Linked DNA regions of Sus scrofa: region 2 is linked to region 1. Evidence: chromatin contacts called from public HiChIP or PLAC-seq data. All regions are on one chromosome and are shown on one strand. The core of a region is the stretch at or near the end of the contact, and the rest is flanking DNA. Distances in the headings are between cores, read along the strand shown. Region 1 holds the start of EXOC7 (exocyst complex component 7). Region 2 overlaps RNF157 (RING finger protein 157).

Region 1 (7,789 bases), core at 2,492-4,991:
GTGCAGGTTCGATCTTCGGTCCAGTGCAGTGGGTTAAAGGATCCGGTATTACCAGAGCTGTGGCTAGGACTCAATCCCTAGCTCAGGAATATACAGATGCCAAGGGTGTGGCCATTAAAAAAAATAGTGCTGCAGTGAACATTGGGGTGCATCCTTGATCTTTAAGGACCTGACCTGACCGCTCAGGATGCTGTCAGTAACTCAGGACTGTTTGGAGGACAGGCAAGAGGAGTTGTCAAGTTTTCAAAGGTGGATAAATTGACAATTTGGAACTCAGAACACCTTTCTAAGCAGGGGTGATCACCTGCAGAAATCAGTTTCGTTCCTAATACACTCCAGCTACACCTGGAGAGGCCAGGGAAGGGCTGGGGCAGGCACTGGTTAACATCTCTTGAGTACCTGCTGCGTGCCAGGCCCTTTTTCTTTGCTGTATCACTTAATGCCCGTGGTATGTTTTTCAGAGGGACCCTCTCTTGGCTGAAGTCACGTGGCTTGTGGGTGGCAGGGCTGGGAGCAGTTGAGACCTGTCTGACCTCATACCTGGTTCTCACTCCTCTTCTCTGTGTCATCAGAGCACCGGCTGTGATGGCCACAGGAGTCAGCCTCCACGAGGAACTCACTCCCGTGGGAACACGCATCCAAAGCCAGACTCCCACCTGCTCCACAGACCTCTCCTGGGACCTGCCCTGGGTAAGGTGACAGGTGAGGGGTGGGAGGACAGGGCAGGGGGTCTAGAGAGGGGCAGGGAAGTGCAGCGAGTCTATTCTTTTTTTTTTTTTTTTTGTCTTTTTGGGGCTGCACCTGTGGCATATGGAGGTTCCCAGGCTTGGGATCTATTCGGAGCTGTAGCTGCTGGCCTACGCCACAGCCACGGTAACACGGGATCCTTAACCCACTGAGCGAAGCCAGGGATCGAACCTGTGTCCTGATGGATACTAGTTGGGTTCGTTAACCGCTGAGCCATGACCAGAACTCTAAGACAGTGATTCTTTTTAGCTGCACCCCTGCCGGGCATTTCTGCTTCTTCTGAATGTGTGGCTTTGAGTCTGAAAGCAGAGCGGCTCGGTTGCCTCCAGAGGTACAGCTGACCTCTTTCCCCCGCTTCCCCTTCCAGGATGTGTACCCAACTAGCTTTTCTCACCCCTTTGGTTCTCCCTCCAGGCCCCTGCTCCCCCCTTTCCCTCCTGGGTCCAGCTGTCACGAACTTATTTATGGGCTCATCACAGATTTGGGGGGCGTTCTTTTTGTGTCCAGCCAAGACTGGGTGCTGGAGGCAGCCCTTTAGAAGGCTGGCCCGAGGTCTCCTTGTCACCCAGCCTTCCTCTCCTTTTGTCACTCAGCTGCTTCATGCCTGCCTTTGATCTGTCCTCAGCAGGCCTCCTTTGTCCTGGCCGCTCCTGGCTCCCCCTTTCGCCTGTGGGGTCCTTTTTCTTAGCAGTGGCCACTTCACAGGCTCTGCCGGAAGGGCTCGGGTCCAGCCTTCCAGCCCCCCCTCTCCAAGGTCACACTTTGCCTCCATCCCTCCAGCAGGGATGGATCCCTAAGTGATGTCCCAGCCTCTTTGAGGACTTTAATTCAAAGCAGTGTGAAAATAAATTTACAGCTCACTTGAAAAAGAAACAAAATTAGAGTATCTAGGAAGTTGTTTGTTTATTTTGAGAAAAAAAAAAAAGGGCCAAGGAAGAATATCTCCAACAAATATTAAAATAAATATAATTAAGTCATAAAGCTATATGGCCTTAATTGGTTTGGTACTGGTGCTGAATTAGGTAAAAACAGTTCATTTGAACAGAATATACCGTAAATACTTATGGGGACTTATTTATGATACAGGTAGCATTTAAACTAGTGGTTGACTAATTATTGAAGAAATGATATTGGGACAATTGGGTGTCCACCCAAGAAAAAAAATGCAGATGGCTCCATGTTGTAAACATTAAAAGAAAAGAAAAGCAGGAGGAGGATCTTATAATTTTTCTTCTTTAGCTTGTTCATGTGATGGATTATCTTAGTTTATTTTCAAATGTTGAACCAGCCTTACACACTTGAAATAAATCCCATGTAGTCATGATGTATACTTTATTTTTATACATGTTGGATTCTATTTGCTAACATTTTGAGTATTTTTGCATTTGTATTCATGAGAGATATTGGATTATAGTTTTTCTTTCTTATAATGGAACTAGGAAGTTACCAAACTAAAGAACAGTGTGTGAGGAGTTCCCATCGTGGCTCAGTGGAAACGGATCCGACTAGCATCCATGAAGACGCAAATTCAATCCCTGGCCTCGATCAGTGGGTTAAGGATCTGGCATTGCCGTGAGCTGTGGTGTAGTCGCAGATGAGGCTGGGATCCTGCGTTGCTGTGGCTGTGATGTAGGCCAGCAGCTGTAGCTCTGATTGGACCCCTAGCCTGGGAACCTCCATATGCTACAGGTGCAGGGGCCGCCCCCCCAAAAAAAAACAGGCTGTGAAGGGAGCAAGCTCTTGCTTCCTCCCTATCCCCCACCCCCCAGAAAGAGCATCCCTGAGAGTTGGGCAGTTGGGGCCTCTAGGCGACCCTCACATTTGTGCTCTGAACAAGTTTGGGAATGAAAGCCAAGCAACCGAGGCTGCAGCTGAAACACCGCTTTCTCCTTTGGCTGAAGCAGCTTGTGCTGAGTATAGTTAGGGAATCACAGCTTTTACCAAATCAGTGTCCACTGCCAACAGCATGTGCCTGACATTGGGCTGGGAATCACCGAAACTGGTCTTTTCATTCTTTTATTTATTTATTTAATTTTTCTTCTTTTGGTCTTTTTAGGGCCGCACCCACAGTATATGGAGGTTCCCAGGCTCGGGGTCGGGGACAGAGTGCTCACCCATGGCCCCAACAGCATCTGAAACCATAATCCTGACTTGTGAGCCACCCAGCCCGGCCAGGGTGTCTGCTTTGGAGAGGGCTGTGTGGTTTTACTGGCGGGGTTGGTGAGGACCAGGCTGTGGGTAGAGAACTATAAGTCTGCAAACAGTGCAAGGCGAAGCCTGAGAGATCTGAGACCTGTCTAAGGGCTTGGGGCCCAGGGTGGTGGTGTCCTTAGGGAGAGACTGAGGCATGCATGCATTCAGACACACGGGGAGCATTTCTCACGGGCCTTGGAGGAAATCAGAAAGCCTTGGTTCCTGCGGCTGCCGGAATGTCTCAACTCCTTGGCGGGGTCTCCTCTAAATACAGCTTGGGGGCGTGGCCGGGGGTGGGGTTGGGAGAGGGTAGGGGACTGGTTCAAGGTTACTGCAGGTACGTATGCTCTGGATCCACTGCAAAACCTAGTTACTTGCACACTGGGCCTGTTCCGTGAGCTTTTAGGGCCAAAGAGGGACACTACACAGGTCCTTGGTTCATTAAATGGGCACAATTGGGTATCTAGTGTGTGACAAGCTCTGTGCTGCGTTTTGTGGGAAAGGCGACATTGGTGCCTGGATTCAGACTTCGATCTGGAGAAAGGAGTTCGTCATTGATTTTGTGAAAGGCGTAAACCTTCCCCCGAAGACGGCCAAGTGAGCTGTTACTGTTCTGCCAGCGACAGGACAAAACACCACCCAAGAACCTTCTCTGATGAGAACAGCAATCCCTTCACCTAGGAGAATCCAGGCCACACCTCCCTGCCACACTCAAGATGGCCACTCCAGACCGCTGTACTGAGTTCTACGCAGGCGCACTTCCACCTGCCACTCCCAATATGGCACCACTAGCGCGCCCCGGGGCGGGGCCACGGGCGGAAGTAGGTGTGACAGGAACGGGAGCCGAGAGGGTCAGCTGGGACGAGGTACTGGGCAGTGGGAGTCGCAGAGTCGAAGCCATGATCCCCCCGCAGGAGGCGTCCGCCCGGCGGCGGGAGATCGAGGACAAGCTGAAGCAGGTGGGGCTGGCACTGGGAGGCGGGGGAGGGGAAGGGGCCGAGATCCGGGCCAGGCATCCACTCAGGGAGGCGTCAGGAGTGGGAAGGGGACACTCCCTGCCAGGAGACTGAGTAGGGGGCGAGACCACGGGAGCGGTGAGCTCCTTTAGCCTCCGGCTTCTGGTGATGTCCTCCTTTGCGCTCCCCCCAGGAGGAGGAGACGCTGTCCTTCATCCGAGACAGTCTGGAGAAGAGCGACCAGCTCACCAAGAACATGGTGAGTAACCCCTCCTCAGCTGGGGGGGCTTCCAGGCGCTGGAGGAGACCCTGCGACCCGGTCGTGCCTGGACCTAAGGGCTGGGGTTCTGGTCTGGGTAGTGACAGCCGTGACGCGTGGGTTTCTCCCGCAGCAGTGTGGCACGTCTCTTACCCCTTGTCAGCCCCTTGGCCTCAGATGCTGCAGTCCCCGCTGGCCTGGACTTTCTGATCTCTGCCTAAGTTCTCCATGCTTCCTTCTCTCCTCTGCAAACACTTAGTGAGACTGACCTAAGTGGGTTGGATGCTGGCCATGTGTCACCCTCAATTCAAGTGAGGGTAGGATGGCCAGGTTACCACTTCTTTTTTTTTTTTTTTGTCTTTTGTCTTTTTGTTTTTGTTGTTGTTGTTGTTATTGTTGCTATTTCTTGGGCCGCTCCCGCGGCATATGGAGGTTCCCAGGCTAGGGGTCCAATCGCAGCTGTAGCCACCGGCCTACGCCAGAGCCACAGCAACGCGGGATCCGAGCCGCGTCTGCAACCTACACCACAGCTCACGGCAACGCCGGATCGTTAACCCACTGAGCAAGGGCAGGGACCGAACCCGCAACCTCCTGGTTCTTAGTCGGATTCGTTAACCACTGCGCCACGACGGGAACTCCATTTTTTTTTTTTTTTAACGCAGTGAATTTTATTACGTTTATAGTTGTACAACGATCATCACAACCAAATTTTATAGCATTTCCATCCCAAACCCCCAGCCCATCCCTCCACCCCCAACCTGTCTCCTTTGGCAACCGTAAGTTTTTCCAAGTCTGCGAGTCAGCATCTGTTCTGCAAAGAAGTTCATTGTGTGCTTTTTTTAGATTCCACACATAAGTGAGAGCATTTGATGTGGGTGTCTCACTGTCTGACTCACTTCACGTAGCATGATCATTTCTAGGTCCATCCATGTTGTTGCAAATGCCGTTCTTTCTTTCCTTTTAACGGCTGAGTAATATTCCATGGTGTATATGTACCACATCTTCGTTATCCACTCCTCTGTCCATGGACATTTAGGTTGTTTCCATGTCTTGGTTATTGTGTATAGTGCTGCAGTGCACATTGGAGTACAAGTATCTTTTCGAGTCATGGTTTTCTCTGGATAGATGCCCAGGAGTGGCAGGTTACCCCTTCTGAGATTACTGACTCACCTTTCACTCCAGAGGGCTTGAGGGGTAAAATGAGCTCTGAAGTCAGATCTGGGATCTAGTCCTTGCCCCTCCACTTGTCCGCGTATAGCTTGCTGACAGGTAACTCTGATCCTCAGTTAACTTGTCAGCTGAAACAGAGATGATGCCAGCCTCCCATAGCTCTGAAGGTCACAGAAGCTAGTGCAAAGGGACGTGTCAATAAGTATGAGTTTCTTCCTTATTCCTAGAGGAGACTGGAAAAACATAGGCTGTTTAGTAACACAGTCAGCAACTGCTAGTTCTTTCTTTTTTTCTTTTTGTCTTTTCTAGGGCCGCTCCTGTGGCACATGGAGGTTCCCAGGCTAGGGGTCGAATCGGAGCTGCAGCTGCTGGCCTACCCACAGCCACAGCCACAGCCACACCAGATCCCAGCCTCATCTGCGACCTACACCGCAGCTCATGGCAACGCCGGATCCTTAACCCACTGAGCAAGGCAGGGACCGAACCCGCAACCTCATGGTTCCTAGTCAGATTCGTTAACCACTGCGCCATCACGGGAACTCCTGCTAGTTCTTATTTAATGAGATTCACCCTTAGAAAGGGTTAGGAAGGTACCAGCAATGCATTTGAGGCTACTCTGTATGAAACTACTTCCTGTTCAGTCTAGAACGCTCCAGAGAGAATAGAAATTGAGCTTTGGCTTCGGAGGGTGGACGAGAAGCATTCTGAAGTGATTATCTGCGGAGGAATTAATTTCATGCCTGGCTTGCCTTCACATTAATTGATGTGGGCTACCTCCTGTGTGCCGGGCACGCGGTAGCTGCTGGGGATTCAGTGGGGAAGAGATGTCCCCCGTCCCTTCCCTCATGGGCCTGGTTGTCTAGAAAACCGTAGAAAAAGGCAGCAAATGCCAAAGACCCGGTGGGTGGCAGAAGCGGCTTGGGGACCACCCGGCGGTCTGCGAGCACGGGGCTGCCCTCCCCCTGCAGGTGTCTATCCTGTCGTCCTTTGAGAGTCGCCTCATGAAGCTGGAGAATTCCATCATCCCCGTGCACAAACAGACGGAGAACCTGCAGCGGCTGCAGGAGAATGTTGAGAAGACGCTGTCCTGTCTGGACCACGTCATTAGCTACTACCATGTGGCCAGTGACACTGAGAGGATCATCAGGGAGGGGTGAGCCAGGGCCGGAGGGTCACCTGCCTAACGCCTCCGGGCCAGCCACCCCAGGCCTTGGAAGGGGGGGTAGAACGTATTTGAACCTTGGGTCGCCTGGGTGAATTCTCTTCTCCCCTGTCCAGGTATCATTCCTGGGGCCCTCCCTCTTCATCTTCCACCTGCCCAGGCTGATCCAGCTCTTTTCCTTTCCAGCCCCACAGGGAGGCTGGAGGAGTACCTGGGAAGCATGGCCAAGATTCAGAAGGCTGTGGAGTATTTCCAGGACAACAGCCCAGACAGCCCAGAGCTCAACAAAGTGGTAAGAGGCCAGCAGAGTGATGTGACAGGTTTGGGGACACCAGTCCCTGCCATGGTCTCAGGAGAGACCCTGGATCAGCTTAAAGGAGAATGTAAGAGATAGAACAGAAACATAGAGTATACGACACGCATGGTGGGCACTCAGAGCTCCATCTCAGGAATTACAGATAGACCTTTCCATTACATTTTAATAATTTAAATTATGTTATATATGCAGTATACAGTTAACATTTGGTTTTTTTTTTTTTTTTTTTGTCTTTTCGCCATTTCTAGGGCTGCTCCCATGACATATGGAGGTTCCCAGGCCAGGGGTCGAATCGGAGCTATAGCCGCCGTCCTACGCCAGAGCCACAGCAACACGGGATCTGAGCCATGTCTGCGACCTACACCACAGCTCACAGTAATGCCAGATCCTTAACGCACTGAGCAAGGCCAGGGACCGAACCCGCAACCTCATGGTTCCTAGTCGGATTCGTTAACCACTGCGCCACGACGGGAACTCCTTAACCTTTGATTTTTATAAATGCATTGGTTTTTTTTTTTATTGTAGCAAAAAATACCTCACATTTGCCATCTTGGGGAGTTCCCTTGTGGCGAAGCAGGTTAAGGATCTGGTGTTGTCACTGCAGCAGCTCAGGTTGCTGCTGTATAGCAGGATCGACCCCTGGCCTGGGAACTTCCACATGTCTCAGACACAGCCAAAAAGAAAAAAAAATTACCATTTTATCCATTTTTCGGTGAATAATTCAGTGACATGGACTACAGTCACATTTTTGTACAACCATCTCCAGAATTCTTCTCATCATCTCAGACTGAAACTCAGTAGCCATTCAACAATAGCTCCCTTTCTCCTCTCCCTCAACCCTGGCCATCATCACTCTTCTTTTTTTTAATTTATTTTTTAAAAATTACTCAGTGAATTTTATTACATTTATCGTTGCGCCGTGATCATCACAACCGGATTGTATAGCATTTCCATCCCAAACCCCCAGCCCATCCCCCACCCCCACC
Region 2 (7,789 bases), core at 2,931-5,430, 78 kb before region 1:
GTTTTCCCTGGGCGGGCGGGGAAGGGGCTTCCTGGGAGTGAGGCAGAGCACAGGCCGGAAAGCATTCAGGTTTCTGTTGAATCAGCAACCGTTGATGGAGCCGCTACGATGTTCCAGGTGCTGCGATAGGTGCTGGGGATGCAGAGCTGAAATGAGCATGGTTTGTCCGTCCCCTGGAACAAATAAGGAAGCCAGTCTGGCGGGAGTGGACCTTTCCTGATGGTGAAACACGATTAGAGAGGGAGGTGGGCGCTCCATCACTCCCAGAGGCTTCTGACTCTCCTGTAGGCTCGGGGAGTGTTGAAGATTTGTAGGCAGATAAAAGTCCCGGAGAAATTGGGTGTTTTTTGGTTTAGGTTTTTTAGGAAGGTTAATCTGACGGCGGTCTTCCCTCCGGAGCTTTAAAACACTTTTGTTGGTGGTTTTCACTGTTTTCTTCCTTTCTATCTGGAGTGACCCCCCCATGTGTCCCCTCCTGAGTCCAGTGGTTCATTTCAAATTACCAAGTCCTTTCTGCTTCAGAGTCACTTATGATAACTCACGCTTATCAAACATCTGCTCTTTGATTTTGCTATTGCTACCTTAGCCATTTGAGTAAAAAGATTTTTTTTTTCCTGTTTGAGCCGGATGAGCACTCTTTCTCACTAGCCAGGAGTCAGCTCGTGCTCAGGAAACGCCCTTTCTTCTCCAGTGGGCTTTTGCCATTGGCGTCTGCTGCTTCTCCCCTTTTCTTTTCTTCTAGTATCAAAATGGTTTTATATACTTAAAAATTTTGTTTTTTACCTTTTTGGTCCATAAAGATGATTTTTAAAACAAGTGAACTTAGGGAGTTCCCGTCGTGGCTCAGCAGTTAACAAATCCGACTAGGAACCATGAGGTTGCGGGTTCGATCCCTGGCCGTGCTCAGTGGGTTAAGGATCTGGTGTTGCCGTGAGCTGTGGTGTAAGTTGCAGACACGGCTCGGATCCTGCGTTGCTGTGGCTGTGGTGTAGGCTGGCGGCTACAGCTCCGATTTGACCCCTAGCCTGGGAACCTCCATATGCCATGGAAGTGGCCCAAGAAATGGCAAAAAGGCAAAACAAGTGAACTTGGAGTTCCCGCCATGGGGCAGCAGGATCGGCAGTGTCTTGGACGTGATAGGACACAGGTTCGATCCCCAGCCAGTCCCCGTTGGGTCGGGGACCCAGTGTGGCTGCACGTGTGGCTTAGGTCGCAGCTACGGCTCGAATCTGATCCGTGGCCCCGGAGCTCCATGTGCCTTGGGGAGGCCAAAAAAGAAAAACAAGAACCAAAGAGGGGGAGCGCTTCTTCAGGTTCGTTTTGAGGTTTCTGTGGCTGACAAACCTTCCCCAAGTCTCACCTTCTCGTTCACCCCCCTGTCTGAGCCTGTGAGTGGCGGAGCACCTCGGCCTTCACTTTGAGGCTTTATCCCAAAGGAGCACCCACGTGGACCTTTCCGTTGTTGTTTTTGTGGACTAACCATTAAACATGCTTAATGTTGCACAGAGCAAATGCTTTCAAAGGACACCAGGCACCATGATTTCATGTTAAGAGAGAAAATCAGGGTAAATTCAAAGAGGTAGGTAGAGAGAGTCCCTTGGTGGCCTAGAGGCTAAGGATCTGGTGCTGTCCCTGCTGTGGTGCAGGTGCAGTCCCCGGCCCAGGAACTTATGTATGCCATGGGTGCGGCCAAAAAAAAGAGGTAGGTAGAAATATTGACTGCAGAAGAACTGAAGCACGTTTCCTTTCCCTTTCCATCTTTCTTAGCTACTAGCAGCTGACACTGGCTGGTCATTCCAAGCTCCGTGTAGCTTATTTTGCCCTCCGACCCTAATGAAGAGGGTGCTGATTTGATGGAAAACAAGAGACACATGGAATTGAGACCAAGTTGCAGAGCCTGGACGTGGCTGAGTCAGGATTTGTCCCTGGGGGTCCAGCTCCAGAGCCTGGGGCCCTCGGCCCTTTCCCACTGGTCGGATCAAGGGTACTCGGGAGCCCTGCGCACATCCCAGGCTGGTCCGTTGGAGCAGGTCCCTAAGTGCGGTTTGTGAGATACGGCGCACGAGCCGTTCAAAAGTAGCCAGGGGCGGTGGCATGGTCTCCTGAATCTCTCCTGAGAGTCCCTGCTTGGGGTGTAAATCTGCCTGCTGACCCGACCTCCTGCGTGTCAGCTTGCGTAGGGGAAGGCCCGGCAATTGAAGGCTGATCTGTCGCCTGAGTTCTGCAGAGCTGACCTCCACTGTCCAGGAACTCGCATCTCGCAGTCACTCAGTGGGTATCAGGTTGCAGAGGAAAGAGAACAGCCTTATAAAGCCATCCAGCGGCTCCAGGCAAGGACAGCTCCTCTTCCCAGAGAGGCAGGGACAAAATACATTGAAACGAATTGTTAGATTAAAATATAAATGCTGGAGTTCCCGTTGTGGCTCAGCGGGTTAAGAACCTAACTAGTATTGGAGTTCCTGTCCTGGCTCAGAGGTAATGAACCCAACTAGTATCCATGAGGATGTGGGTTCAATCCCTGGCCTCACTCAGTGGATTAAGGATCTGGTGTTGCCATAAGCTGCTGTGTAAGTCACAGATGCAACTTGGATCCCACGTGGCTGTGGCATAGGCTGGTGGCTGCAACTCTGATTTGACCCCTAGCCTGGAAACGTCCAGATGCCATGTGTATATATAGACACACACACACACGGATATGCAAATGCCATAGACTCCCTGGCTTCTGGGATTTGTGGCATTTGTTGTCATTTCTTTATTTTTTTGGTCACACCTGTGGCATGCAGAAGGTCCCAGGCCTGGGATCAAACCCACCCACAGCTGTGACCTGAGCCACAATGCTGGATTCTTAACCCACAGAGGCACCAGGGGAACCCCAATTTCCTGTCATTTCTGAATAATCAGACTAAGACAAGGACCACTCCAGGGAGTGGTTACACTGAGCGGATCTCCCATTTAGCTTAATCCATCCAAGTCAAGCTTATTATCAAGTCTTCAGGTCAGATTTAAAGAACCAGAGTGTGTGTGTGTGTGTGTATCTAGAAAGATGGCTGAACAGCACTTGGAATCAAGATTTCACGTTTTACTTACATATTATTATTATTATTATTGCCTTTTAGGGCTGCACCCGAAGCATATGGATGTTCCCAGGCTATGGGTCAAATCGAATTGGAACTATAGCTGCCCACCTACACCACAGCCACAGCAACTTGGGATCCTAGCCACATCTGTGACCTACACCGCAGCTCAGGACAACGCCAGATCCCCAAGCCATTGAGCAAGGCCAGGGATCAAACCCAAATCCGCATGGATGCTAGTTGGATTTGTTTTCGCCGTGCCATGATGGGAACTCCCACATCTGTCTCTTAAACGCTTTGCAACCTTGGCAAGCCTGCCGCTCAGGCTCTCAAATTACCCTCTTGAAAAGAGGAGGCAATTCTGACTTTATTAGGAGTGTCGTGCTTGAAAAATGCATTGGAATTGCTGCATGAAAGGAATATGGAGCTGGAGTTCCCCTTGTGGTGCCGCAGATTCAAATCCGACTAGTATCCATGAGGATGCGGATTTGATCCCTGGCCTCGCTCAGGGGGTTGAGGATCTGGCGTTGCTGTGAGCTGTGGTGTAGATCGAAGATGCGGCTCGGATCCTGAGTTGCTATGGCTGTAGTGGAGGCTGGCAGCTGCAGCTCTGATTCGACCCCTAGCCTGGTGAATTTCCATATGCTGTGGGTGCGGCCCTAAAAAGCGAAGGAAGGAAGGAAGGAAGGAAATAGGTTAGCTCACTCACTAACCTCTCAGGTTAGTTATTTCTGCAGCTGTTGACTGCTCTGGGTGGAGAGAATACTGGTTCTTCGTTTACTGTCTCAAGCAGTGAACCGGGCTTCTCGAGGTCTTTATGCTCTGGTCGCTGCACAGAGGAGAGAAGATTGTTGTGTCTGTACAGCATGCTTGTACAACGTTAGGTAAAGGCCATCCCACCCCTTCCTGGATGGCGAAGAGCTGGTGCTGACGTTTTGGCCCTTTATTGCATGAGATCTTATTTTGCTGAGGCAAATTACTGCCACGCTCTCAATTACGTCGAGGCTCAGTGCCTTCGGGATTGTCAGAGTATCGGATGGTATCTCGCCCTACCTGCGTTCAGATCTCTGTCATCTGGGAGGAAGCAGCTCGGTTTTGGTCATTCTCCACATCCTCTCGTTCGTTCTTTCTCAGGCCCCACACACTCTTCTCACGCTCTCTGCAACCAGGCTGCTCAGCTGGCTTAAGAACCAAGGCGGGCTTTCCTTCTTCCTCTAAAGGAGACAGATCCGAAATTGTGCTTACGCCCAGTCCCTGGAAACTGAACTCTCTATTAGTCACAGGTGTGCAGGGAGACCAAGTTCTTGAAAGGAACTTGGCGATGTGTTCATCTGGGAAGCAGAATTTCGCCCGGTTTTGTATCAGCCAGGGTGCCGTTCATTCATTTGTTCAGGAAATACCTACGAGTCGTGTGTTGTGCCGGCAGCTGGGAGTACATGTTGGCCCTTGCCTCAAGGAGCTCCGGCTGAGAGGGGTGGGCGGGTTGCCCCCGACCGTGGTGGATCACGGTCATTCTATGAGAAAGATGGGGCCAGGGCACCCTGGGAGCACAGATGAGTGGGGTCCCCCTGCCCAGGGCCCCAGCTCTGAGGGATGACTTGGACCTGGAGGGTTGAGCAGGATTCCCAGGTGGAGATTGGGAAGGTCGTTAAGGCCCAGTTTACAAGCGACGTGAGGAAGCTCACAGGTGCAAAGATGCATGACAGGCTTCCAGATCGCAAATGGACTGAAGGGACTGGGGGCCGATGAGGTTGGAAGGATAAACTGGGCCCATGTTTGAAGGGCCGTGAATGTCGTATTGAGCAGCTTATAGTTCTCTGTCCACGGCAGGAAGAAGGTCATGGTCAGGAGAAGCTCGTCAGTGACCAGCTTTGGGGTGTAGTTACGCTGTTGCCATCCTGGAGCCTCCATCTATAAAAATACCTTTTTTTTTTTTTGGCTGCACCTGCAGCATATGCAAGTTTCTGGGCAAGGGATCAATCCAAGCCGCAACTGCAACCTGAGCTACCATGGAGATAACACCAGATCCTTAACCCACCATTCCACAGTGGGAACTCCCTAAAAAGACCCGTCTTGCTGGCATATTTTAAGAATTCAAACCGTGACAACAATTATGATTTGGTTTTCATTTTAGAAAGTTAACTCTTTAAATCCACTCAGTGAATTAGCAGTAGAGTGAATGGAAACAAGAGGAAACAGGGAACCCGTTAGGAAGTAGCCGTTATTTTAATGTAGTTCAGAATGAAACGTGCCTGAACTAGGACTGTGGCATTCAAAACCAGGGACGGGGCAGGTTCAAGAGCTGCGGGCCGTGCGAGGCGGGGAAGGGATGCTCAGGGTGGGTTTTGTCTGCAGGTCCATGTGTGTCCAGGCCCCCGGGTAACCGGACAGGTTGGTCACAAGCATCTCGTGCCTTCGAGCCAGGCTGCGGTAACAGAGCACCGCAGGCCGGTGGCCTAAACATCAGAAAGTCATTTCTCACAGTTCTTCTGGAGGCCGGGAAGGCCAAGACCAAGGCGCCAGCAGATTGGGTTGCTGGCGAAGTCCCTCTTCCTGGCCGGTGACGACGCCTTCGTCCTGTGTCTTCACGTGGCAGAGAGAGGCTTGATGTCTTTCTTCCTCTTCCCATGAAGCCACTGATCCCATCTTGGGGACCCCACCCTCCTGGGGACCTCATCTCACCCTTATGGCCTCCCCAAGGCCCCATCTCCGGCTGTCGTCACATTGGGAGTTGGTCTTTGCCGTATGAATGGGGGCGGGGGCGGGGGACGAAACGGGGTCCAGAGCACAATCAGAAGTCTACGGAGAGGGGGCCTCTTTCCTCTGTGTGCGTGGGATTGGATTTTTTGCCTTTTGCCTGCTGTCTTCTTTCTTTCTTCCTTCCTTTGTAATTGTGCTGCAGCTGGCTTTTGTTGGGGGCGTTCAGTTTGGCAACATCCCTTTTTCCGCTGCGGCCCAGCTGCTTCACGGCTCCGCACCGCCGTGGGAAGGAAAACTCACACGCGCGTGTGTCTCCTCTGCCCTCGGGGTTCTACTGCAGCGCTGACTCACTTTTGACCTCAGTGGGCTTCCCGCACATCGGGCAGGACTCGTTAGACAAATTATAGCGTGTCGAGGCGATGAACCGGTATTCAGCCAAAAATAAAGTCGATCTGTATCCCTTGAGATAAAAATATATCCACCACCGCATAGTTTGCCTAAAAAAAGCAAGATGCTATATATAATGAGGAGTCTGGTTTCACTTCTGATAAAAAAAATAACAGCGTATAAAAATATATGTGTACATTTATGTTAATATTCACAGGTGCATAAAAATTCATCAGAACAGTGCATTTTTAGCTGTGAACCCGTGTCCTCTTGGGGTTCCTCAGGGAGGGGAGCTGCTTCTTGCTTCGTATTCTCTCTTGTTTGAATTTTCCCTGGTGAACATGTTTTCATGTTTTAACTAAAAGCATTTTAATATTCTTTAAAAATAGAGAAGGGACTCTTGCTGGGCTCAGGAAGGAAGTAGGTCTGGGAGAATATGTAGAAGTAGGAAAATTAAGGAAGTCGACAGTATAATGGGTTTTGTTTATTTATTTTTTTTTAGTGAACTGCAGGAAGGGTGGGGTCTGCCGAGTGGGGTTTCGGCATGGACCAAGAAGTGGCTGTGGCTTGCAGAGAATGACAGAGACCTCAGAGTGAGCATGGGAAGGGATGGAGCTGGTAGCTTCATCCTCTTGGTGTCAGCGTGCAAGGATTTCACCTTTAGAGAAATGTCAGGTTCGGTGTGGATACAGCCTTCTTTTTTTAGGGCTAAACCCTCGGCATATGGAAGTTCTCAGGCTAGGGGTTGAAATGGAGCTACAGCTGTCAGCCCACACCACATCCACAGTAATGTCAGATCTGAGCCTCATCTTTGACCTGCACCACAGCTCATGGCAACGCCAGATCCTTAACCCATGGAGCAAGGCCAGGGATCGAACCCATAACCTCATGGATCCCAGCCTGGTTCGTTAACCACTGAGCCATGAAGGGAGCTCTGATGTGGCCTTCTTTTAACAACCTGAGAGCAAAAGAAAACCCAGGCAGCTTTACATGAGGATTTTAAAATTTTTATTTATGTTTATTTATTTTTGTCTTTTTAGGGCCACACCCCTGGCATATGGAGGTTCCCAGGCTGGGGGTCCAGTCGGAGCTGCAGCTCCCGGCCTACACCACAGCCACAGCAATGCAGGATATGAGCTGTGTTTGCAACCTATACCACAGCTCATGGCAACACTGGATCCTTTAACCCACTGAGCAAGGCCAGGGATCGAACCTGTGTCCTCATGGATATTAATCCCGTTTGTTGCTACTGAGCCACCACAGGAACTCTACATAAGGATTTTTTTTTTAGAAACAGCATTTCTGGGAGTTCCCTGGTGGCTCTGCTGGTTAAGAACCTGGCATTGTCACTGCTGCAGCTCAGGTTCCATCCCTGACCTGGAATTGCTACGTGCCAGCAAACGGAAACAGCTGGAGATATAAAGATGGATAAAATGAAATCCCTGCCTGAAGGAACTTACTTATAACCCAGGAATATCTGCATGTTGGAGGAGGGGCTGGCGAGCAAAGGCACAGAAACCTCTAAGCAAGGTGGTGTGGGGCCTTGCACATGGCTCAGGGTACCGGAGGGTCGGAGGAGACACAGCAAGAGATAAGGCTGTGGGTGCCAGCCTAGACCAGGGGCCCTG

What was found. HiChIP or PLAC-seq counts read pairs in DNA pulled down with a chosen protein or histone mark.
Region 2: a contact with region 1 is called in an H3K27ac HiChIP or PLAC-seq map of skeletal muscle. The contact joins the enhancer-like site here to the promoter of EXOC7 in region 1. A contact is called at or near these places in 2 of 5 promoter capture datasets (both in liver), 15 of 47 Hi-C or Micro-C datasets (alveolar macrophages, blood, embryonic fibroblasts and 7 more) and 2 of 2 datasets of contacts at active chromatin or transcription factors (alveolar macrophages and skeletal muscle).

What each region holds. Positions count from the first base shown.
Region 1 is chr12:5,327,754-5,335,542 of Sscrofa11.1, forward strand. It overlaps EXOC7 (exocyst complex component 7), which reads left to right and starts at 3,742. Exons shown (of 20, transcript XM_003357964.4): 1 at 3,742-3,899; 2 at 4,090-4,155; 3 at 6,294-6,478; 4 at 6,674-6,779. The coding sequence starts at 3,840.
Region 2 is chr12:5,249,796-5,257,584 of Sscrofa11.1, forward strand. All of the region lies in intron 2 of RNF157 (RING finger protein 157), which reads left to right. Among named protein-coding and RNA genes, the nearest start is that of RNF157, 28 kb to the left of the region's middle. Within about 2 kb of position 4,181, at least 9 of the 83 cell types and tissues checked have an H3K27ac peak or open chromatin away from gene starts, as enhancers often do. A contact at or near this core is called in fetal skeletal muscle and skeletal muscle, where this site is marked.